Linked DNA regions of Triticum aestivum: region 2 is linked to region 1. A link is a contact called in public Hi-C data. All regions are on one chromosome and are shown on one strand. Each heading gives the region's core, a stretch centred on a gene start, on an enhancer-like site or on the middle of the called end of the contact. The rest is flanking DNA. Distances are from core to core; before and after follow the strand shown. Region 1 holds the start of LOC123126274 (phenylalanine--tRNA ligase beta subunit, cytoplasmic). Region 2 holds the start of LOC123126286 (lysine-specific demethylase JMJ706).

Region 1 (6,962 bases), core at 1,157-3,656:
TTGCTTCACTCCCAGTGAAAATGCGAAGAGATCTTGCTAATCCTTCAAGACATAACAAATCATATCTGCATGCATTGTAATGGACATCACACTGCATAAGAAATCTTATGCTAATTCTTTGTAATTTTTTAACAACCAACAAGTCATCCAATTGAACTTAGTAAACTAAGAAAACGTATCGTTAAAGCATAAGGCTAACCAAGACATTTCCAGTGCATACTTGATGCCAGCAATACTAATAAGGTGATACTCCCATCTATAAAACCAGTGTAGACTATTTGAAGGTTCAACAATTCGAAGTCTTATGTCACATCAGACATATACGAGAAAGCAGTTCTTTCTCTTTTGCTGGAAAGAAAGCAAAAGTTTGTGGTTGAACACAATGTGCTGTGTGGAAGTTCAACTATTTGAAGTCTTATTATCTCACATCAAACATGTACAAGAAAGCAAGTTAATATACTACAAGTGTCCCACAGCACCAAATAATTTCTTACTACACCCAAAATTAACAAGAGAATAGAATTAAATACAAAAGTAGCAAGACAAAATAAACTACTCATTAAAACCTTACCAGTAACAAGAATTACCATCATATATAGGGATGGCGCAGCCAAAGTTTATGTCAAATTAAATAAAAATCAGAGTGAACAAAACCTACAGATGTTGGTTCCAAATTTGATGCCAAAACCAAAAGAATCACCATAAATGCAGGTTAGACTTGAGCTGACATTAGTACGGATAACAAGGTCAACCTCCGCAAAGTCCAACAATTAAGTGACACATGCCATGCATGATGCCGATAAACACCAAAAACTTTGAACTGAATAGCAGAACAAAATTTGCTCGCCCAAATAAAAGAAAGCAAAACGGTTACATGATTACAGCTACGGTGACACCAATTCATACACACATATTTGATTTGACAATTAGCAGCTCAATGCAGACTAATTGAGCTAGTGATACCAGAAGACAGACAGATATCTCATACCATAGCAACTCAAGTCAGAGCAGTTTAGCCACTTGTACAGACAGTTCAGCTGGCAAAACCAAAATGTGCTTACCTATTGGCAGCAACCTCAATCTTGTAGATGACCTCGTCGTCACCGTCCGCTTCGACATCTTCCTCCAGGTGCTTCTCCTTCCGGATGATGGCCTTCTCTGTGGTCTACACAAACCCAATGAAGCAAATCACATCAAACGAAATAAACACCCAAATACCAAAGCATGCGAGTAGGAGAGAAAAATGGCACAGATCTGCGGCTCACCACGTCGTCGAGTTCGATGCCGAAATCGAAGCAGAGTGCCTCGAATTCGTCTTGCGCTGGAGCATCCACAACAAAGAAACAATATTAGTTACGTGTTCTCGCGGCGGGTTAAGGGAAGGAGTATGCGGTGGGGTTGAGAGGGGGGGGGGGGGGGGGGGGGAGGCGCTTACTATAGACCCTGCCGAGTGTGGCGAAGAGGCAGTCGCGGCCGACGCTGATTGTCGGCATCGCGAGCAGCGGCTGTGTTGCTTGCTGGCGGCAGGACACGCGAGCCTGTTAACCTAGCAAGAACAGCGGGGGAGCCCGATGAGGTGAAAGCGCTGAGAGGGGGTTTGGACAGACAGGTGGGCGCAGGGCTCGTGGTCGCACTTTTTTTATCACGTGCAATGACTATTCTTTTTAACGTGACGTGGCTTAACATGGATGCTGCATTAGGAGTCAGTTTTAGAATAATAATGATAAAGAGTGATGAGTAGCAGCAAGTCTCTGAGTTCTGGAATAGCTACCTAATTTTGATTACACTAGCAATTTAATAAGTACTCCCTCTGTACCGAAATACATGTCGCTGAAGTAGCTGACTTGCTCCAGCGACATGTATTTCGGTACAGAGGGAGTAGAAAACACAAAGCAGTTACTACTATATCACATGACAAAGCGAATGGAGATTGGCCTTCGGGTCCTTTCTGTGGAATTGCAAAACTAAGGGCAATTGAGATAAAAAAATAATAAGGGCAAATAGAATTAATTAAAATCATGTTTCAATCTATCAAGGCATTAATGCCGAGGGCCACGGCCACATTTTCTGTGGAATTTAAGCTTGAGTTGAGAACTTGAGATGGCTAGAAGGGGATACCTTTTGCTGAGGCGGAACGCCGAAGGATGCCAGACTGCAGATCAGCAAGGGAAGCAAGACTGCAGATCAGCAAGGGAAGCAGCCAAGAAGGAGATGGAAGGGGACTGCTCGCTGCTGTATGGGGCTCACCGGATGGGCAGGGGCGGAGGTCAACGAGACACCGGATACGGGACACGGCGGCCGGGCGGCTGGCGGCGGGATGGATAGGGTTCCACGGGCACGACACGGCTCCTTTCTTCTCGGCAAAAGCTCGCGTCTCTTTTGCTCAGTCCCCTCGTCCGCTATTTGTTATTGGGCTGACTGGCCGAGGCCCAGCAGAAGTGGTAGAGAGAGTGGGCTGCGCCCCAGGCCAACTTCTTTTTCTAGGCTCGGGAATTTCCTTACGCCCCAGGCCATGGCCTGGCCTGCCTGTGGCCCAGCTCCGCCGTTTATTACAACACTAAACAAGCCATCTAAAAAGGGAGCAACTAATTAACGAGGGCTCCTTCGGGAGCCTCGCAACGATCAGCGTCACTTGGCGCGCTCTTAGCTATTCGCCATGTGTCGCACTCTGGGCGCTCCCTTCGAATTTTGTTTTTTTTTCGCACGCGTTTTCGGCTTTTTAAACGGTTTTTTTTTTGAATTTTTTTTACATTTTGGTTTTTCACCGGTCTTCCCTAGCTTTTCGATAAAAAAATTCGAAAAAAAAAAAATTTGCGCAAAAAAACGTATTTTTGTTCACGAGAGTCACGGTTTTGTTTTCGCGAGAGGCACGGTTGTGCTTTCCCGAAAGGCACGGCCATGCCTCTTGGAAACGGAAAAAAATGTGTTTTCTGTTTTTTTTCTTTCGCGAGAGGCACGGTTGTGCTTTTGCGAGAGTCACCGCCGTGCCTCCTCGGAAACGAGAAATAAACACGTTTTCTGTTTTTTTTCTTCCGCGAGAGGAACGGTTTTGCTTCCGCGAGAGACACGATTGTGCTTTCGTGAGAGGCACAGGCGTGCCTCTTTCGGAAAGGGAAAAATGCGTTTTCTGGGTTTTTTTCTTCCGCGAGAGGCACGGTTATGATTTCGTCAGAGGCACGGGCGTGCCTCTTTCAGAAAGGGAAAAAAACTTGTGTTCCCGGTTTGGTTTTTTCGTCGGTTTTTTTCGTCCGATTTTTTCGTGAAAAAAAGTTCGTCAAAACCTATCAACATGGGATCTAGTTTTGAAGATCTCGACGCGAGGAATCCAACAATGAAAACGGTTCGAGATTTGGACGCACGGTTTAAAAGATAAAACATTTAACATTTTGAATAAACGGATCTACGAAAAAAAGGGAAAACAGTCAGGTTGCGACAAGTGGCGCACATGCAGCGCGCCACTTGTTGCTACCTGGGAAAGTTGAAATGATCTCCGCAAGGAGTACTCCTCAATTAATGATTTCGATCTAAAAAAAACTTCCTCTAAAAAAGAGCCATCTAAAAAAAGGTTTACAGATCCCTATGAACATTGAGATTTAATAAAGGTTTATAGATCCTAAAAAAAACTAGAGAAGCTATCTTTGCGTATAAAAAAACTAGATGAGACATCTTTGTGAAAGTTGCAATTTTTCATGACATAATGGTGAAGATATTGTGATCCGACATCCTGCACTTCTAGGGGATTATCTCTGGCCCAAGTACGTTCATCAATCAAGGTTTCCCATCTTTTTATATGCGTGACTCATGGCGCTTTCAAGAATCATTATTGGTAATGTTCGTGCAGGTGAAAGAGTGATAAAATCGTTGCTCCAATCTAATTGCAACCTCTTTATCAAAGTCTTCGGAGTATTTCTTCTAGCGAAGATTAATAAGGCGAAGAAGGTGTTTTCAAGAGATTTCATTGTGATTCTTAGCCATAGGAGTTGCTTTGTATTTTCTTGGATCTTAGATCTAAATTAATGTACCTGTAATTGTTATGAGTATGCATGAATTACACGTGTTTATCAAAAAAAAAACTAGACAAGCCCTTAGAAAAATGTAAGGGCAACTCCAACCCGCCGACGCATTCTGTCTGTGCACGTTGTTTGTGTCGAAACGGACACGAATCGTGGCCCAATGCACCGACGTAAATGGACGAGTGTCCGCTTTTGTCCGCCCGCAACCCATTTCAGGCCCAAGTTTGGGTCGGGTTTGCGTCGACGTGGATACGTGCGACGCCTGCCCTTGTCCTTCCTTTGGCCCGCCACACAGTGGCACATCCACCTCATCCCCCCTTTCTCCCGCAAACATTGTTGCCCGCTCGCCATGGCCGACACGCTACCGCCGCCCCCGTCGCCCTTGCCTCCACCGTCGACAAGCCATGTGTTGTCTGCGAAAAGGCGACCAAGGCCAAGAAGGAGCACATGCCGGCGCAGCGGACCATGCAGTCGGCCAAGAGGGCTAGCCGGAGGAAGGTGCGGGCGACAAGCTGGAAGCCGCCAACGTGGCCGCCCTCGTGATAACCCATAAGTATAGGGGATCGCAACAGTTCTCGAGGTTGGAGTATTCAACCCAAATTTATTGATTCGACACAAGGGGAGCCAGAGAATATTTACAAGTATTAGTAGTTGAGTTATCAATTCAATCATACCTGGAGACTAAATATCTACGACAGAGTGATCAGTAGTACAGTGGTATAATAATTTGATAGCAGTAGTAACAGTAGCAATAGTAGCAGTAACGGTAACAATAGTAGTTTGGTAGCGATTGTGACAGTAGGAGCAATAGTAGTAACTTAGCAAAGATCAATACGTGAAAAGCTCGTCGGCATTGGATCGGTGATGATAGTTATGTTGGATGACATTCATCATGTAAAAGTTATAACCTAGGCCGATGCAGAACTAGCTTCAATTCATCAATGTAATGTAGGCATGTATTTTGTATATAGTCATATGTGCATATGGAAAAAAACTTGCATGACATCTTTTGTCCTACCTTCCTGTGGTAGTGGGGTCCATAAGAAAACTAAGGGATATTAAGGCCTCGTTTTAATAGAGAACTAGAACAAAGCATTAACACATAGTGAATACATGAACTCCTTAAATTATGGTAATCATCAGAAAGAATCCCAATTATTGTCACCTTGGGGTATGCGGATCATAACACGTTATAGGTGCATATAACTTGCATGGTAGGATCAAGAACACAAGTATATTAAAAACATAAATGGTTCAGATATAAAATCATGGCACTCGGGCGCTAGTGACAAACATTAAGCATAGTAAAGTCATAGCAATATCAATCTCAAAACATAGTGGATATTAGGGATCAAGCCCTAACAAAACCAACTCGATTATATGATAAATCTCATCCAGTCCATCACCGTCCAGCAAGCCTATGAAGAAATTACTCACTCCTGGCGGTGAGCATCATAAAATTGGTGATGAAGGATCGTTAATGATGTTGATGGTGGCGAATCCCCCTCCATGGAGCCTAGAGCGGACTCCAGATTTGCCCTCCAAATGAAGAATAGGAGGTGGCGGCGGCTCCATATCATGAAACATGATGAAAGTTTCTCTCCTATTTTTTCTCGGGAAATAGGAATTTATAGTGTTGAGATTAGGTTCTGCGGAGCCTCATGGGCCCCACAAGACACCATGGCGCGCCCTAGTGCCTTGTGGCAGTAGGGGGCCTCTAGTGAGCCTTTGCTCCAGTATTTTTTATTTGGTCCATAAAAGATCTCCAAAAAGTTTCGTCCAATTCCGAGAACTTTTATATCTGCATAAAAACAACACCATGGCAATTTTGCTGAAAACAATGCCATCCCGGGTTAATTTCATTCAAATCATGCAAATTAGAGTTCAAAACAAGAGCAAAAGTGTTAGAAAGAGTAGATACGACGGAGACGTATCAACTCCCCCAAGCTTAACTCATTGCTTGTCCTCAAGCAATTCAGTTGACAAACTGAAAGTATAGGATCAAAAGTATGTCTAGAAGGGGGTGATTAGACTATTTGACCAAATAAAAATTTATCATTTTCCCAATTTTAGTTGTGGGAAGATTTTAGTAATTAGCACAAGTCAAGCAAACAACCTACACATGCAATTCTAAGAGTATAGCAGCGGAAAGTAAAACATTGCATATGAAGGTAAAGGGAAGGGTTTGGAGAAGGCAAATGCAATGGAGACACGAAGATTTTTGGCGTGGTTCCGATAGGTGGTGTTGTCGTACGTCCACGTTGATGGAGACTTCAACCCACGAAGGGTAACGGTTGCGCGAGTCCACGGAGGGCTCCACCCATGAAGGGTCCACGAAGAAGCAACCTTGTCTGTCCCACCATGGTCATTGCCCACAACGGACTTGCCTCACTCGGGTAGATCTTCATGAAGTAGGCGATCTCCTTGCCCTTACAAACTTCTTGGTTCAACTCCAGAACATGTCGGAGGCTCCCAAGCGACACCTAACCAATCTAGGAGACGCCACTCTCCAAAAGGCAATAGACGGTGTGTTGATGATGAACTCCTTGCTGTTGTGCTTCAAATGATAGTCTCCCCAACACTCAACTCTCTCATAGATTTGGCTATGGTGGAAGAAGGATTTGGGTGGAAAGCAACTCGGGGAAGGCTAGAAATCAAGGTTCAAATGGTTGGAATGGAATCTCTTGATCTCAACACATGAGTAGGTGGTTCTCTCTCAAAAAATGAATGATGGAAGTGTAGGCACATTCTGATGGCTCTCCCCATGAATGTGTTGGGAAATGTTGCATGGAAAACAAAAAAAATTCTATGCACATGCAAGATCTGTCCATGGAGATGCATAGCTACGAGAGGGGGAGAGCATCTACGTACCCCTGTAGATCACTAAGCAGAAGTGTTTATCAACGCGGTTGATGTAGTCGTACTCCTTCAAGATTCGTCCCGATCAAG
Region 2 (6,962 bases), core at 2,547-5,046, 840 kb before region 1:
GATATGTATGTTGTGATCCCCTTAGTGGTGTCATGTGAACGTCGACTACATGGAACTTCACCTTATTAGGGCCTAAGGGAATGCATTGTGGAGTAGTTATTAGATGATGGGTTGCTAGAGTGACAGAAGCTTAAACCCTAGTTTATGGGCTACTTCGTAAGCGACCGATTTGGATCCAAAAGTTTAATGCTATGGTTAGATTTTATCTTATTTTCTCATAGTTGCGGATGCTTGTGAGAGGGTTAATCATAAGTAGGAGGTTTGTTCAAGTAAGAACAACACCTAAGCACCGATCCATCCACATATTAAAATATCAAAGTAGCGAACACGGATCAAGCTAACATGATGAATGTGACATGGTGAAATTCCCTTGTACCCTCAAGAACGTTTTTCTTATTATAAGAGACCGTTTTGGCCTGTCCTTTGCCTCAAAAGGATTGGGCTACCTTGCTGCACTTTTGATACCGTTACCGTTACTTGTCCGTTACAAATTATCTTGCTATCAAACTACCTGTTACCGACTATTTCAGTGCTTGCAGAAAATACCTTGCTGAAAACCACTTGTCATTTCCTTCCGCTCCTTGTTGGGTTCGACACTCTTACTTATCGAAAGGACTACGACTGATCCCCTATACTTGTGGGTCATCAACCGCAGAGTTGAATAGAAATGTTTTTGACGTCTCGAATGCGCTAAGTTATGACCCCAGAATCGTGGAGGGTGACAACAAAATGAGGGAAGCGATGAAGGTAACTTTAAGCTCATAGCATTCTGTTCGAGCAACCACAAATTTGATCCATGTCACGTTCTTACTTATTTGCAACCCTAAACCTAATCCAAGCCATTCTCTTCTTTTTTTGCAGAAGATCATGAACCGTTGCCGCAGGCTAGCGGGCATGCTTGGGTGCGCTGCCTCGGTTGACATGCATGCTCCTGCTCCTCGTGGGTCGACACGTGCCCTGGCTTCATCGAGCCACGCCGGCGGAGGTTCCTCTAGCCATGCCGCCTCGTCGTCTCGCATTGTTGACGAGACCGAGGAAGAAGATGATCAAAGAGAAGAGGACAAGGTGGAAGAGGGAGAAGAAGAAGGAGGTGACGATGAAGGAGGTGATGAGGAGGAGTACGACGACGATGACGAACCTCCACCGACTCAGGCAACCCTGGAGAAGAGGGTTTCTCATCCACACGAGGATGTTTTGAGTCCATCACCGTTCCAGAAAGAACGCCCTCGTTGTCGCCCGAACAAGCCGGACGAAGGCTGCTCGAAGAAAAACGAGGAGCGTGCCGCCAAGAGAGGGATGGGGGGGGGGACTAGTTCGTGTTGAACTCACTTAGTTAAAGTAGTTGTGCCATGTTGAACTACTCGGTGTTGTCTTATTGCTACCTTTTTTTGCTATGTTGAATCATATTTCATATGTTCAACTTATTGGATATGACCATTTGCTATCTATAATGTGTGAGGTCATCATATTTTCATATGCTGTTGTTGTGTGTTTATCTATGGCACTGTGCAAAGTTATATATGTAATTCAAATGGTCAAGTTCTTGTAGAAAATTTAGGGAGAGAAGCTACAGCTAGGAACCATGGCGGTAGGATCTCACAACTTACCGCCATGTCCCATGACGCTAGGTTGTGAAAACCTACTGCAAAAAAGCCCCCAGTTTCGCTTACAAAACTGTGTCGCGCCTGCCACACCCTACCGCTGCGGGGGATGGCGGTAGGATGTGATAACTACCGCAAAAAGAGGCCCGTTTTCTGTCACAGAAAGCTGGCGCCAGCACAGATCCTACCATGAAGTGTGTGGCGGTAGATTTAGGTACCCTACCGCCGTCTACCCCGACGATAGAGCAGCTAGGACACGTCAACCCGCAAACAGCTGGTTGACGGGGCGGGCGTTAACCTACCACCAGGGGGCATGGCGATATCCTGTTATACCCTACTGTCATAGGTTCCGGCGGTAGGATAAGAGTTAGATCTGAAAAAAATCGAACCAGAGTCAGATCCTACAGAACTGGGTGAAAATACGAAATTTTACCAAATTTGGCCAAGCGGTGCAAATGAGTCGGAAGGAAATGACAAGTGATGTGCACGAGGCGGGCTGGAACGTGGAAGGAGAGGGGACACGCGTAGGCAGGAGCTGGCGTGGACGGAAGTGAAGCGAGGAGTTAGCAGCTAGTGACTGGTGTCGTGATGACGGTACTAGTACAGATCTGACTGACGGGAGGGGATTAGTTTAGAGGTCACGACAGCAGCATGGCATCAGCAGTAAAAAGCCTAAAAAGGTCGTCACATGGACGAGGCTGAGCCACCCAGCACAGCACATCCCAGCTTTGCTTTGCTTTGCCTCGCCTTTTTCCCTTTCCGCTTTCGGCTCACGAGCTTCACACCCAGGCTGCTGCTGCTGCGATGCCACTGAGACCGAGCGGAGTAATTTTGCCGTGCATCGCCGGCAGGTGGATTCTGTTTTGTCTCGGTTATTAAGTCTGGTTTTGGTCGGTGAGAATCTGGTGACGCCTAGACTAGTTAGCCATACCTCTCCTGCTGGAGAGTGGGGAACTGGAGATGCTACTGCGGCCTTCTCATTTGATGCGATTTAAACGGGCACAAAATACTACTAGCACGCGGCCGAAAGAGGGGGAGGAACCCACGAGCGAAGCCGGCAGGCGGTTGAGGCCTTGGGCGTTGACGCGGCAACAAAGAAAGGAACAACACGAGGGATCGGATGGCGCCTAATCTCCAACCGCGCAACCGGCCATGCATCAGCCGCAGCCCGATCGCTGCCGTCCGTCGAGGACACGTTTCGGCATCCTGTGGCCCGGGGAGGTTGGGCTGCTAGGCTGGCCAAGTGGCTTCCGTTCCGTGGCATTAATTACGACGCAACAGAACCCAACGGAGCGGCGACGACGGCGACGTCGCACACAGGGGCGGGATGACGGGACTGCCCCTCTCCTCTCCTCTCCGGATGGAGTAATGGATGTGGGTGGTGTGGTGGTTGCACTGTTCCAGGTGGTGCCGTGAGCCCAACAGCACACCACAGCACAGCCCCTATGGGAATAGGATACCCATCATATATGCTCGCGCCCGTCCTTTCCTGGGGGTTGGCTCTCCTTGGCCATGGAGGGAGGGAGGGAGGGAGTTGGTTCGGGACCAGCCACCTACCATGGAAACCATCCACCGCTCCTACACCTAGTATCCCTAATCCAGGGTTAGTTAAATCACTTCACTTTTCAGTCAAATCAAAACCACCAACAGGTTAGTAGTACTGGTTAGAATGGTGGAAAAATGCCACCTGTCCACTCTATCTATCCATCTAGAGGCGAATATACTCGCACAAGTAACTAAATCCGAGTCAAGCCAACATTGGTCTCGGGTGACACAGCGGTCTCTGTCATCTCATGCAGGCGCGACACGTGGCGAGCTAACCTAGGAGTAGTTCATTCAATCAAGAAAAAGGGGGAGCTGGAATTTACTTGTGTGTTTTCGCAAGCACCTTTTGGGCCAACTGTCCGTCCGTCCCAGGTGGTAGGATAGTAAATGTCACATGCAGGTGAGGTGAGGTGAGCAACTAACCCCACCTCCACCCTCCCTCGTGTCACACAGGCGAGAGGAGAAGGAAAAGTCCCACCAGAAACAAAGAAAGACAATGGGCGAGGAGTGGAGAGGCCGAGGGGCAGGACGGGGAGAGAGAGCGCGCGGGGGACGCGGTTCCGTTAGCGTCAGTTCTGGTGGAACCAACTCCAACGCCAACGCCAACGCCAACGCCGCTCCCATGACCTCGTCGCCTCCCTCTCCCTCTCCCTCTCCTCCTCCAACCCGACGCAAAAAAAGGAAAGCGAAAATAAAGGGAGAGGGATAGAGAAAAGCGTGGGCGACGGGTACAAGTGGGGCTCTCTCGTCTCCCTTCTCTGCGGTTTCCCCATATCACCCTCCCCGCCTCTCCCCCACAGCCAGAGACCAGAGACCCGTTCCGTCCCGTCCCGTCCCGTTCCCTTCCTCTTCCGGCGACCCCCTCCCTCGCCGGCAACCCCCGCGGTGGGCCCCCCATTGCTGGCCCTCAATTGCGCCAGTACCCCCGCCTCCACCTCCAGCCCCCGCTCCCGCGTACCTCGCGCGGGAAAATAACCGACGGGAGGAAGGAAAGAGGGCCGCGCCGCGCCTGCCGGCTTCGGTTGGGCCGGGAGGGACCCCCGCCGCCGCCCGCTCGTCCGGAGGGGAATGCGGGACCCGTGCCGCCGGGGAATTCTCTAGACGGGCCTCCGCAACCGCGCCGCGCCCCGCCGGAGTCATGGTGAGTCGCGAGATCTGCCTCCCTCTGTAATTTCCGCTTCCGTCGCTCGTTCCATCTTCCTTCGCGCCTTTTCTCCTTCCTCTTCCTCTTCCGCCGCTGCCTTAATTAATGCGTGTTCGTGGTCGGTTACTGTTCGATTCCTCTCTCGTAGGCTAGAATTCGAATCACCGCGTCGTTTTCCCGGTAAATTTCGTCCCCCCTTGCCGAACAATTCATGGATTCCGCCACGAGCCACGCCAATTGGGAGAATTATTCAGAGTTACGCAGGAATCCGCGTCCGTTGAATTACTCGCATGCCTGCTGTTTCTGCGTCTCCGTGAATTCCAAGGGCGTCAATGTTGGAAAACCAGGAGGAACTATTTTTTTATGCCATCTCTTTGTTTTTGGATTTGTTCATAGGTATCATCATCACCGTATGAGCTGTATTAATTTGGCCTCGCGCCCTCGCCTCGTTAGGATTAGAAGTCAAACACACCAGCTGGGCTTCTACCAGTATATTTCTTCCTTTTCCCCTCTCCTTTGGGCTAAGTAAGATGCTCGTGCTAAATCACTACTGTAGTAGTACTCCAAGTTAAGTTTAGGCTGTCCTATTCCTTGCCGTGTGGGGTTGCATTCCATTGTTCGGCAAGCGCCAAGCAGGCAGTGGCATCTTCCTCCCCTTTTCCACAAGTTTCTACTCCAATGGTCGTACCGCATGTGCGTAATTATACCTTTGACCAAGTCTACAAATTAGTACCCTTTTTCCTCTTCCTTTCTTCCCGCCGATTTTTCTACAGTATGTAGAACCTCACTCAATCGTTGTGCTTGCGATTTAATGGCCGTGGATTCGAAATTTATGGATTTGTTCTTATTAAAGAGACCGTTATTCTTAAAGCAACGAGCATTTCTATGAATTGCTGCTACGAGATACAGTAGGACTTTTTATACCTCGAATATAGAACGGCTCTGGATAAATTCAGTGGCAGACTGATTGCGACGGTTGGTCGTGCCAGGGAAGCACCCGCGTGGAGGATATCAATGTGCCGTGTTTGATTCCATGACTATTGCTTTCTTGACTTGGCTGGGAGTTGCCGCTCTTTCGGTTCCACCTATGACCAATTCGTGGCATCCAAACTATTGGTGCTAATATTGACCCTGCTGTCTTTGTTGGTCAATGCCGGCTTGCAAGTTATAAATTGCAATGCTGCATGTGCTTCTTCACTCTCTGATGTATCTAGCTATGTCTTAGGTGGAGGGACGGAACTGTCTCCCTGCAGAGGTCAGGAATGGGCTCGAGACTCTGAAGAAGAGGAGACTTGAGAGGATGCGTTTGAGTGCTCAGATAGACGCCGGTGACAATCCTGCCATGGCTGCGAGGAGCGGCGGGGATTCACTGCGGACTCCTGCAAACTGTGGGGTGAGATTGCATGCCAACAACGTTGCTGCGGGTTTACCTAGCACTAGCAGTGCCCAGAACAATAATCCATTCGCAAAGCGCAAGGTGGACAAGTTCAATATGTCTAACCTAGAGTGGATAGACAACATACCAGAGTGCCCTGTGTATTGTCCCACCAAGGAGGAATTCGAGGATCCCATTGCGTATATACAGAAAATTTCCCCAGTGGCTTCAAAATATGGTACACCTTCCGTTTAACTCAAACCCATTTTTCTGCCAGTGTATTACCGAATGGATGAATAAATAATGACCATGCCATCTTTTTCTCCAGGCATTTGCAAAATTGTGGCTCCTGTAAGCGCTTCTGTGCCTGCTGGTGTCGTGCTGATGAAGGAACAACCTGGTTTTAAGTTCATGACTAGAGTTCAGCCGCTTCGTCTTGCTGAATGGGCTGAAGACGACACGGTCACTTTTTTTATGAGTGGACGGTGCGCTACTCTCTGTCTATTTCAGTACCTATTTAGTTTGCCTTCCAAGTCTCATCACATTTTTCACGATTCTGCAGAAAGTACACTTTCAGAGACTACGAGAGAATGGCCAACAAAGTGTTCTCTAAGAAGTATTCCAGTGCTAGTTGTCTCCCTGCTAGGTACGTGGAGGAGGAATTCTGGCGTGAAATCTCTTCTGGAAAGATGGATTTTGTTGAATATGCTTGTGATGTTGATGGGAGTGCCTTCTCTTCTTCTCCTCACGATCAGCTTGGGAAAAGCAACTGGAACCTCAAGGTAAAAGCTCGTGCTCTCTCTCTCTCTCTCTCCCTTTCTCCCTGTGTGTGATGTTAGCTACGTGACAGTCTTATTGATGTTCTCCTCTGTGCTTGTAGAATTTTTCACGGCTCCCCAGTTCTGTGCTGAGACTTCTGCAGACGCCAATTCCAGTATGTAACCTATTCCTTGCTTATTTATGTTTTAATACATTCTTAATATGGATTCGTTGTGATTGTAATTACTCTGATCCAAAACAGGGAGTGACAGATCCAATGCTGTATATCGGTATGCTCTTTAGCATGTTTGCATGGCATGTCGAAGATCACTATTTGTACAGGTACTCATCCTCATTCTTATTATTGATCATGGCTATTCCTCGTTCCTTTTTTATGGACAATTTTCTAAAAAATTTATCACATAACCAGCATAAATTATCATCATTGTGGGGCATTTAAGACATGGTATGGGATACCAGGCGATGCTGCTCCTGGTTTTGAAAAGGTGGCAAGCCAGTATGTGTACAACAAGGATAT

What was found. Hi-C and Micro-C count contacts between places; a contact is called where the count stands out from the background.
Region 2: a contact with region 1 is called in a Hi-C map of leaf, with 7 times the contacts expected there. The contact joins the promoter of LOC123126286 here to the promoter of LOC123126274 in region 1. A contact is called at or near these places in 2 of 5 Hi-C or Micro-C datasets (both in leaf).

What each region holds. Positions count from the first base shown.
Region 1 is chr1B:387,421,985-387,428,946 of IWGSC CS RefSeq v2.1, reverse strand. It overlaps LOC123126274 (phenylalanine--tRNA ligase beta subunit, cytoplasmic), which reads right to left and starts at 2,406. Exons shown (of 21, transcript XM_044546642.1): 1 at 2,248-2,406; 2 at 2,119-2,152; 3 at 1,436-1,546; 4 at 1,266-1,321; 5 at 1,062-1,165; 6 at 1-65. The coding sequence starts at 1,493.
Region 2 is chr1B:388,265,703-388,272,664 of IWGSC CS RefSeq v2.1, reverse strand. LOC123126286 (lysine-specific demethylase JMJ706) reads left to right here and starts at 3,796. Exons shown (of 10, transcript XM_044546651.1): 1 at 3,796-4,287; 2 at 5,516-5,903; 3 at 5,994-6,150; 4 at 6,228-6,447; 5 at 6,546-6,766; 6 at 6,855-6,962. The coding sequence starts at 4,285.